Linked DNA regions of Mus musculus: region 1 is linked to region 2. Evidence: chromatin contacts called from public promoter capture Hi-C data. All regions are on one chromosome and are shown on one strand. Each heading gives the region's core, a stretch centred on a gene start, on an enhancer-like site or on the middle of the called end of the contact. The rest is flanking DNA. Distances are from core to core; before and after follow the strand shown. Region 1 holds the start of Chac2 (ChaC, cation transport regulator 2). Region 2 overlaps Sptbn1 (spectrin beta, non-erythrocytic 1).

The links. Promoter capture Hi-C pulls out the DNA fragments that hold promoters and counts their contacts.
Region 1: a contact with region 2 is called in a promoter capture Hi-C map of pre-B cells. The contact joins the promoter of Chac2 here to the enhancer-like site in region 2. A contact is called at or near these places in 3 of 39 promoter capture datasets (cranial neural crest, embryonic stem cells and pre-B cells), 4 of 115 datasets of contacts at active chromatin or transcription factors (embryonic stem cells, memory CD8 T cells, stem cell-derived neural progenitor cells and 1 more) and 2 of 9 other capture datasets (adipose tissue and liver).

The regions. Positions count from the first base shown.
Region 1 is chr11:30,983,350-30,988,330 of GRCm38.p6, reverse strand. Chac2 (ChaC, cation transport regulator 2) reads left to right here and starts at 1,966. Exons shown (of 3, transcript NM_026527.3): 1 at 1,966-2,219. The coding sequence starts at 2,085. The region is part of intron 1 of Asb3 (ankyrin repeat and SOCS box-containing 3); the gene reads right to left.
Region 2 is chr11:30,192,846-30,197,665 of GRCm38.p6, reverse strand. The region is part of intron 1 of Sptbn1 (spectrin beta, non-erythrocytic 1); the gene reads left to right. Among named protein-coding and RNA genes, the nearest start is that of Sptbn1, 25 kb to the left of the region's middle. Within about 2 kb of position 2,720, at least 10 of the 459 cell types and tissues checked have an H3K27ac peak or open chromatin away from gene starts, as enhancers often do. A contact at or near this core is called in pre-B cells, where this site is marked.

The DNA of each region.
Region 1 (4,981 bases), core at 717-3,216, 790 kb before region 2:
AAATGTAAATAAAGAAAATATCTAATAGGAAAAAAAAAGAAAAATGACAGCAAAGAGTTTAAGAAAAATAATTATGGCAAGCATTGTGAAACCACAACTTGTTATTTTATGGGGTCTCATGCCTTCTTCTGGTGTCTCTGAAGAGAGCAATGGTGGTGTATTCATATGCATAAAATAAATAAATAAATGTAATATATACGTATTTTTTTTCATTCTCTGAAGTTAGCATTTTCCTCTAGTATTGCTGAAGATCAAAAGCAGAAATCCTCATAAATGGGCAATCGCCCAACATTTCTAGACTTATTCCTCCATAAAGAATCAGAATGGTTGAAGTGAGAAATAGCACTAACTCAACAGATGATAGTATTTCTTAGAATGTTTGACCTCTTGGAGAGATGCATTAAACAAGTTTCTCCCCAGAAAAATGCAAATCCAAGCCAAATTTTCTACAGTTTAAGTAGTAACTGCTTCAACACTTTCAAAAGTCTGTATTTGAGTTCAGTGTTTGGAACCTTTATCTAGAGTGTGTATTTTAAAAATCCCTATAACTTAGGAGGAATTTTTTTTTTGCTTCCTTACTATTTATATCACTATAGCAACATTTAGGACATCAGCTTGCTTTTCAGTGGGGTGCCAATCAAAGACAAAAAACAAAGCTCTGTTCTTTTTGGGGGGAGGGAGTGTATATATATCACTTAATTTTCAATTTTTGAGAAATTCAAATACATAAAATATTATAATCTTAAGAATACAAAGAACACAACCCAAAGGAAGACTAAGAAAATATGTTTCCCAATAGTCAACAGTGGTTCTACATATTTTCCCACTAGTGTTTTTATCTAAAATTTAAGGTGTCCTGCCATAGTTCTGCAAGAATAGAACTGTCTGATGGGGAGGCAATGAAAATACTTAAGAGTTAAGAAGGAAATCCAGGAAAAACAATACATTTTAAACTAAATATAAGAATTCTCCTCAACCATCCAAATTAAGTGTTCAGTAAAGAATATTCATTATCCTCAAAGTTTCTTATTAAACAAAACAGCAGCCATTCACCTGAGAAAAGAAAAGGATTCTATAAGCAGCACTGTAAAAGCCACTGGTGAAGTAATGTAATGGGAGAGTGCACCTGCTCGTCTCTGAGCCTCCGAGATTAAGACTGAACAAACTGTTCTTTGAAGTTTAAATAAGTGGTAGGTTTCAAAAGTGAGAAAAATGGCTGAGGTGCCTACTTAACATCATAATAGGCACTGACTGCCAAGTTCTTCCTGCATCCTTCGGTCCTGATCTATTTCAGGACCCTCCTGCTGGCATACCCCAACCCCTACTCTAAACTTTTCCATCCCTAGGGCTGGGCTGACCTTCTAGCAGCAGCCCTTTCCTATATAATCCAACCAAATCCCTTTTGAGCCTCCAGGCTGCTGCACCTAGTCCCTCTCTCTCATCTTTCTTTCCCTCCCTCTTCTCACATGGCACAGCTCAGTTTGGTCCTGCCCACTGTGAACTGTTCCAGATGTCTCTTACTGTATAAAAACCTCTCTCCTTCATCATGCTTAAACAGTCCCGTTCTTCCCCCCCTCCCCCCAATCTGATAAGCAACTTCCATTAGAATCCAGTTGCTTTTTCACACACATAAAACTACTGTTTTGCTTCTATTTAAAAGCAAAGGACACAGGACTTGGTCATACAGATATTATACTTCCGGGATCTGCCACTCTGGCTGCTGTTTGATGTGGGCAGCTAGCCAATTTTCAAAGCACAACAAAATGACTACGTGCTAATTGTGGTGCCCTATAAGACAGGAGTCCTGCCTTTTCTCCTCTTTCAATTCTCACTAGAAAAAAAGGTGGGAGGGGTGCTGCTCCAACTCGAGAGTCGTAAAACTCTAAAGAATTGTGGGTAATGTAGTCCCCTGCCTCCCATTCCCTACCCCCACCCCTCCCGCACCATAGAAGCTCTGAAAACCCAGTGTGCTTTGCGCCGCACATCAGGCGAAGCCAGAGCGCCTGGCACTGCCCCAGCAGCCGGTTACTCCCCTCGGTAGCAGTCTCGTTCTGAAGTCCGAGTGCCGGTCAGGGTCCAGAAAGATGTGGGTGTTTGGTTATGGGTCCCTCATCTGGAAGGTGGACTTCCCCTACCAGGACAAGCTGGTTGGTTACATCACAAACTACAGTCGGCGCTTCTGGCAAGGTAGCACGGACCACCGCGGGGTCCCAGGCAAGGTAAGGAGCCAGCGCCTCATGCCCACCTACCCAGCAGAGCACTGGAACAGGATAAAGCTCTCAACTTCATTGGCCACCTGCCCTTGCCTCTCTCAAGAAGTGGATATCCTTAGGCCGCTTCAGAAGCCAGTAATTAGTTTCTAAAGCAGAAAGCACGGGCACAGGGAGCTCGCCCAAGGCTGAAGTGGCCAGGACAGCACCCTTATCTTGGCAACCTCTGCCACCCCACAAAATAATAAAGTTGAATTTTCATGTCACCACATGGTCAGTGTGTAAATTCGTTGATATGTCTATATTATGCCAGGTTTTTACTGGTCTGAATTTATATGTGCCTGTAAATTTCCAATTTATGTTTCCAATGTTTTAGTTTTAAAATGCCTAAGATCATGAAAGAACTAGTTTCCAGTCATTCCAATTTTTATGCCCATGGTGATTTTTTGATTGAGAGGTATAAGCAAAGTTATGTGAGGTTTGCAGTTCGTTCTGAGTAATGAATTGAAAATCTCCATTATTTGAATGTTCCTTCTCCATAGTTCTCTTGAATTATTAATGTAAATACAAATCATTGGATCTGTTTTTCAGTTCGGTCATATAAAGCATTCAGCTCTCCAGGGGTTCAGAGTGTTAGAAGCAGCTCACTATTTGCCTTGGCTACAAAAAAAAAAAAAAAAAAAAAAAAAAAATCTGTGGAAAAAAAAAGTTAAACAAGTATGAACTAGTAACTTGTTTGGTTAATATCTAACCTTTGGTTTTGAATGTTCCTGTGTTCTCCAACATACTCTTAAAATTAGCCTAGTCTGCTGGTACAAAATTGTAATCCAAAAGAATATCACAAGTTCAATACTGGCCTGGACCTCAAGCTCAGAAACAAGTCTGGGAATATAGCTTAGTAGTAGAGTTCTTACCTAGTGCATGCAAGGCCCTGCCCGAGTTCAATTCCCAGCACCATTTTTAAAAAATACTCTAAAGCATAATATTCTGAAATACTGGAAACCAAGTATCAGAAGAGATTTTAGGAAAGGGAAAGATCACAGTGTGTACCTGCTCAAAAGATACAGGCTTTAAATCAGGAAGAGCATCTGAGGTAGAACCATTCTAACTACAGTTTGTCAATTTAGAATTAAGGTAGACTTTCCTGGCCTGGTGGAACCCAAACAGAGGCCAATGTTTATTTACATCAACAGAAACACCATAACCAAAGAATTACCAAGACTACTATAAAACAATATTTAAAATATTAAAGAATTAAAATAAATAAAATGCCTTTTAGGTATATATATGTATGTATGTATATGTATGTATGTATGTATATATATATATATATACCTTAAACTAGCTTTTCATTTTAATAACCAAACATTAAGCAGGCAGGTATGTGGTTATGACTGCATATTTTACAACATAGGCTCAATCAAAGGGTATCTTTCTTACATAGCACATTAAGATATGTGTACTGTCACGCAGACTGCTGGTAAAAAAAAAAATTGTCTAATCAATACAATATTTCTTTAAAAGTCCATGGTTTGTTTTCAGATTTTGTTGTTGTGATGGTTTTGTTTTGTGGTGGTGCTGTTTGTGTATATCAGTTTTAAAAAGTAGGATCAGAGACCCCAGCATAACCGTACACATCTTTAATGCCAGCACTTGGGAGGCAGATGCATGTGAATCTCTGAATTGAGGCCAGAGCTACATAGTTAAGACCCTGTCTTTGGGAAGATGGGGTCAATGGTTCTTTAAAAGGAAAAGATAACTTTTTAAAATTACATTTTTAATAAGGCCAGAGATGTAGCTCATCAAGTAAAGGACAAGACTGACTCCTACAAGGTACCCTCTGACCTCAACACACAAGCCATGGCACAGGTGTGTACATAGAAAGTAAATAAATGTTAAAAAAAAAAAAAGTAGTAAGAGATCTATCAAAGCCAATGTTTCTTTGTGCTTCAGCTCACTAAGACTTAAAGGGCGTTGGCTAATAGTTTTACACCTTTCATTTCAAAATAACAACGAGGAAAACATAGAACATTAACAGAACTTTTTAGCACTAAATATATTCCTTTTTTTTCCCCTTGGTTTTTCAAGGCAGGATTTCTCTGTGTAGCCCTGGCTGTCCTGGAACTCACTCTGTAGACCAGGCTGGCCTCGAACTCAGAAATCTGCCTGCCTCTGCCTCCCAAGTGCTGGAATTAAAGTCATGTGCCACCACTGCCCAGCACTAAATATATTTCAAATACAGTATTCTGTTAAAGAACTAGACAAAACAACCTAACTTGACTTCACATTTGTCTAAATGTAACTATCTAGACAAAAATAAAAAAGAATATTCCAGAACTATTCAGCAACTTGGAATGACTCAGATAATTCTTAGGATATAAACTGTATTTTTACAAAAGTATGTACCCAGTAAGTTAGTTATAAGAATGGCAGCTATACAGATGTAAGGCTTGTTTCATATAGTGTAGTAGAGAGAATTGTTTGCTTGAATTTCTTCATTAAACTTTAATTTCTTCCTAGGTTTCTGTTTATTTTTAGAGACAGTCTCACTATGTACTTCTGGCTGGCATGGAAGTCACATTGAAGATCAAGCTGACCTCAAACTCAGAGATCCAACTTTCTCTGCCTCCCAGAACGCAGGGACTAAAGGCCTGTGCCACCATACCTAGCTTCTACATTTACTTAAATACATCTGTATCACAAAAATGACTGGTTTTCAACAAAGGGAAGATTTGACTTAAGAGAATTTTCTCCAAAATTATAACTGCAAA
Region 2 (4,820 bases), core at 1,471-3,970:
TTTTTGAAGCTTTATTTCTGCCATACGGTACACGACCCTAGTGAAGATAGCAGCCACACCGCCCCAGGTTGACTGTGAGCACCTAATTAAGGCATTAAAGGAGGCAGTTGCTCACACTACTCCAGGCTCTAGATTAGCCACCATTTGTAGTCTCGCCAGTACCTACCTTTTGGTTCTAGGCTCTAGTTGTCAGGTATCCTACTTTCTGTTGTATGTTGTACACACACACACACACACACACACACACACACACACACACACACACACACACACACAGAGAGAGAGAGAGAGAGAGAGAGAGAGAGAGAGAGAGAGAGAGAAACACACACACACCATTCGGGATGCTAGGAGATTAATGTTAATAGATCCATTAGTATGCTTTTATTTCAGCCCGCCTCTTTAACTCCCAGCCCCTTACCTCTGGGAGCACGTAGAGGTGTAAAATACACTGCTCCAGACCCAGTCCAATAGAACAATAGCAAAGGGGAGGAGGAAGTGGTCTTTTTCTTCCTAAGTCCTTGATAAATTAGTTTTAGTTCCTAAGCCTAATTTTAACTCTTGATGTATTGTGTTGGAGGACAGCTTTCCCATTAATTTGGTGGGCTATGTAATTTATAATAAAAGCCACTTATTGTCATTCCAGGGCTATGGGTAGGATTAGTTGGATCACTTACAGACATTTTCTAGAGTCTATGCCAGGCTCAAAGATTTAAGGTATCCAGTATTTTGCTGCACATGTTTTTCTGGAGAGCAGGTTCCTGGAACAGTTGTGTGCTGTTTCTGCTTGTATCCCTGGGCTGTTTCTGACCAGTCAGCATGCCTTGGTCAGCCACTCAGCCTATACGTGACTAAAAAATAAAGGTCTCTAGCTGAAAATAGAGCTTGCACTTAGAAGCCTGTAGAATCTGGTAATAGGTAGGAGTAGCTCTAGTACTGTAAAGAATATCCAAAGACTGTGTGTCTCTTATTTTAACTCCGTCCTAAATGAGGAGGTATGGAAGGAAACATCTTGGTCCTCGTATGTTTTCATTGGAAAGTGGTGATCTCTTTCATTCATTGATTTACTTTTCTTGTAAAGTATTTTGACAACATTGACTTGTTTTGGAAAATGAGGCAGAACAGGATGTGATTTTTAAACATTTGCTAGATGTTGCTGCATTCTTTCAGCGTCTGGCTAAGAGGTGGGTCATTAGCACTGGGAGATCAACTAAGTCTTTAGTTGCATCTCTGAGTCATTGAAAGTGGAATTTGCTTTCTTGAAAATTTAGGTGAGTGAGCTTGCAAGTAGTGAAATAGAAAACATATATTCTAGGTCTTTGAGGAGCCCTACACTTGTAGAATCAAAAGAACTCAGAATGCCCCCTTTCTCCTTGGCCTGGGCTCTCTAAGGAGAAGAAGCACTTACAGGATTCAGTCAGAAAACTGTTTCAAGCCTGTCCATGCTGTGTAGTGTCAGTAAAAACAATCAAACAGTAGAAAGTATAAAAAGAGCCTGGCAGTGATGGGACACGCCTTTAATCCCAGCCCTTGGGAAGCAGAGGCAGGCGGACTTCTGAGTTTGAGGCCAGCCTGGTCTCCAGAGTGAGTTCCAGGATAGCCAGGGCTACACAGAGAAACCCTGTGTAAGAGAAAGTATAAAGAGGATGTGTGTGGAACGCACTGTTTGACCCACCCATAACAAAAGGGTTATTCTAAAAGGTTTAAGTGTAGTTGTAAGTTGCTCACTGCTTGGGGTGGAGCTTATACACAGGAAATGTCTTAACTGTCCTCTTTGGACAAGGAAATGGTTTTTAAAAATCACACGAATGCCCTCTATTTTAGTTCATGTTCTTTTTCCTCAAGGAACTATCTTTTAAAAATGGTGGGGATTAAGTTGTGTAGTAAATATACCAAATTTTTAGAAGTAAGCTCGGTCACTTGCTCTAGCTCCAGATGACTTTTTAAATACTGTGGTTTTGAGTTGCATAAGTTTACTGTTGGTGTTTCTATAACAGAAAACCACCTGTGTTGAAGAACTGAGAAAGGGTGAATTAACTTTCAAATAGGATGGGTCACATTAGGGTCACTAACTTCCAACAGTGTCCTAGTGAGAAGAAAAACAGATTGGGGTTTAAACAGGATGAGAGTTTGGGGGTTTTGTTTGTTTGTTTGTTTGTTTTTTCGAGACAGGGTTTCCCTGGGTAGTCCTGGCTGTCCTGGAACTCACTCTGTAGACCAGGCTGGCCTTAAACTCAGAAATCCACCTGCCTCTGCCTCCCAAGTGCTGGGATTAAAAGCCTGTGCCACAACGCCCAGCTGAGAGTTTATATAAAAACCTTTCTCAGCTCCTGATCCTTGGTGTGCTGTTCTGATCCTTGTAGTTCTTGTAAATGTTATTTTTGATAACATAAATTCTATGTACTGGTATAATTTTATACATGCTCGAAGGCCTGGGGAATAATCTTTCTTAGCTCTTGTCACCTAGTGTATGGGATGTTTTGTTGATTTTTTTTTAATGCCCCCCTTATGAATTTATATACTTGGTATATATGTCTGGGAAGGGCTTTCATTTCATGGAAGTATGTTACTATATTTGTTGCTGGATGCAGTTGGTTGGAGTTTGCTTTTCTAGCAGCTGAGCAAAACCTGATATTAAGAGAAACCTGGTCTGTTTAGATAACATAGTGTGTAGAGATTTATGGGCCAGTGAGTAAGTGGCGGGGTGGGGGTGGGGGAATCTCATTGGCTTAAGGAACTGAGAGATACTGGTTTTGGTTAGCTTGTTTTAATCACTCCTAAGTTCATAATAAGAGAGGTCAGGGTCTTCAATCTCTGAACTCTGACTTTAGCCACCAGTACATAGCTTTCTTTCATTTTTCCACCTGTCAAATTAAATTATTCAGGTCAACCCCTGTCTTATAAAGTTGGATTCATTTTCTGTTGTTGCTTTTTTTACTTTAAGATAAGCGAAGAAAGTTGAAACAACTGGTTTCAGCTTCCTGCTTAGAAAACTGTGATTACAGAAGTTCACAATACCTTCCCTGTAGTTGTACATCTGCCTGCTTAGTCCTTGTGGGAGAATCCTCTGCCTTGTTAGTCTCCCACTGTGTTCTCTTATGCATGCTTATTGTATATGAAAAAGTATACGCTCTTGAGCTTGGCATTCAGGACTTGTGCAAATGGCCCTATACTGTGTGGTCTTCCTCTTCCAACTCCTTCACTGCAGTCAAACCTGTAGACAGGTAGTCAGTCCCTCATCTCTAGCCTGCCTTCTTCCGCTTCCCTTCCTCTCAGCCCAGAGCACTGATTGGCTGTAGCAGTGAGATAGCAGAGGCAGAATCCAGAGGGAAAGCATCAAAACAGGTTTTGTTTGTTTGTTTTGTTTTTTTAAATCTTCTTTGCACCTTACTCTATGGTTAGCACCATTCTGGAGAAGCGCTTTCTGCAGCTTCTGGCTGGATGAGTTTGCCCTAGAATACTGAATTTCGGGCCACAGGAGTTCATTTCCCTGCTCATTACATGCTGAGGTGCTTTCTAATTACGTGTGTGTGTGTGTGTGTGTGTGTGTGTGTGTGTGTGTGTGTGTGTGTGTGTTTTGTGTTTTCCCTTGGAAGTGGGAAGAAAGCATCATATGTCCTAGAGGTTACAGATTTTTGTCACCCACCCAGTGTGATAGCTGGGAGCGGTCTCCAGTCCTCTGAAAGAGTAGCAAGCACTGTAACCATTAGGCTGTCTTTCCAGCCTCTTAACTATAAAAATTAATAATTTACTTACTTATACTGTATATGTATGTGACGTGTATGGAGGTTAGAGGACAGCTCTGTGGAGTTGGATACCACCTTCAAACTTTCTATGGGTCCTGAGCATTGAACTAAAAGTTCACTAGTCTTGCTCAGTAAGTTCCTTTATACATTGAGCTATCTTACCAGCTCTTAATTCCCTGTCACCCTTTTCTACTACTGAACCACCATTTTTGAGACAGGGACTCATATAATCCAAACACACTATGTAATTGAGTCTGGCCTTAAATTCCTTGTTCTTTTCAAAATGTTGGGATTATAGGTGCCCACCACCATCCTTGGCTATTTTAATTTCTTAGGTCTTGGAGAAAGATGAGTGCTGATTTTATACCCATGATTCATAAAGAACCCTTATATCTTTATCTTTTCAAGACAAGGTTTCTCTGCATATCCCTGGCTATTCTGGAACTTTCTCTAGCCTAACCTGGCCTAGAACTCAAAGAGTTCTGCCTGCCTCTATCTTCTGAGTGCTGGGATTAAAGGCGAGGGCCACTATCACTCTGTCACAGAAAAACATTTATTAAGTTTTTAGTAAACTTTTGGTTTGTGGTGTGACTTAAAATATATGCTTTACCTCATTTCAATAGCCTTAGAGAAAGAAAATGTCTAAGTCTATACTTAAGGTCTTAAAGACAAATGTTCAGTATTTCCCATTACAATGTGAACAGACTTGATGACATAATTTTTAAATTTATTTTGTGTATGGATGTTTTACCTGCATGTATGTATGCATAGCATGTTGTGCCTTGTGTCCTCAGACTTCAGAAGAGGGTGTCAGATCCCCTGGGACTGTGTACATGGAGATGGTTGTGAGCCATGTGGGCTCAGGTAGGAGCTAAACCTGGGTCCTCTACAAGAGCAGCAAGTGCTCTTGACCTCTGACCCAACTTTCTAGACCAACATTATTTTTATCTTCAGTATATGAGTGTTTTTCCTGCATGTGTATGGAATGCCTATGGAAGCTAGAGAGATGATGTTAGAGTCCCGGAAATAAAACTTAGTTATTAAGAGCCATGGGAGTGCTGGGACCCAAACTCTAAT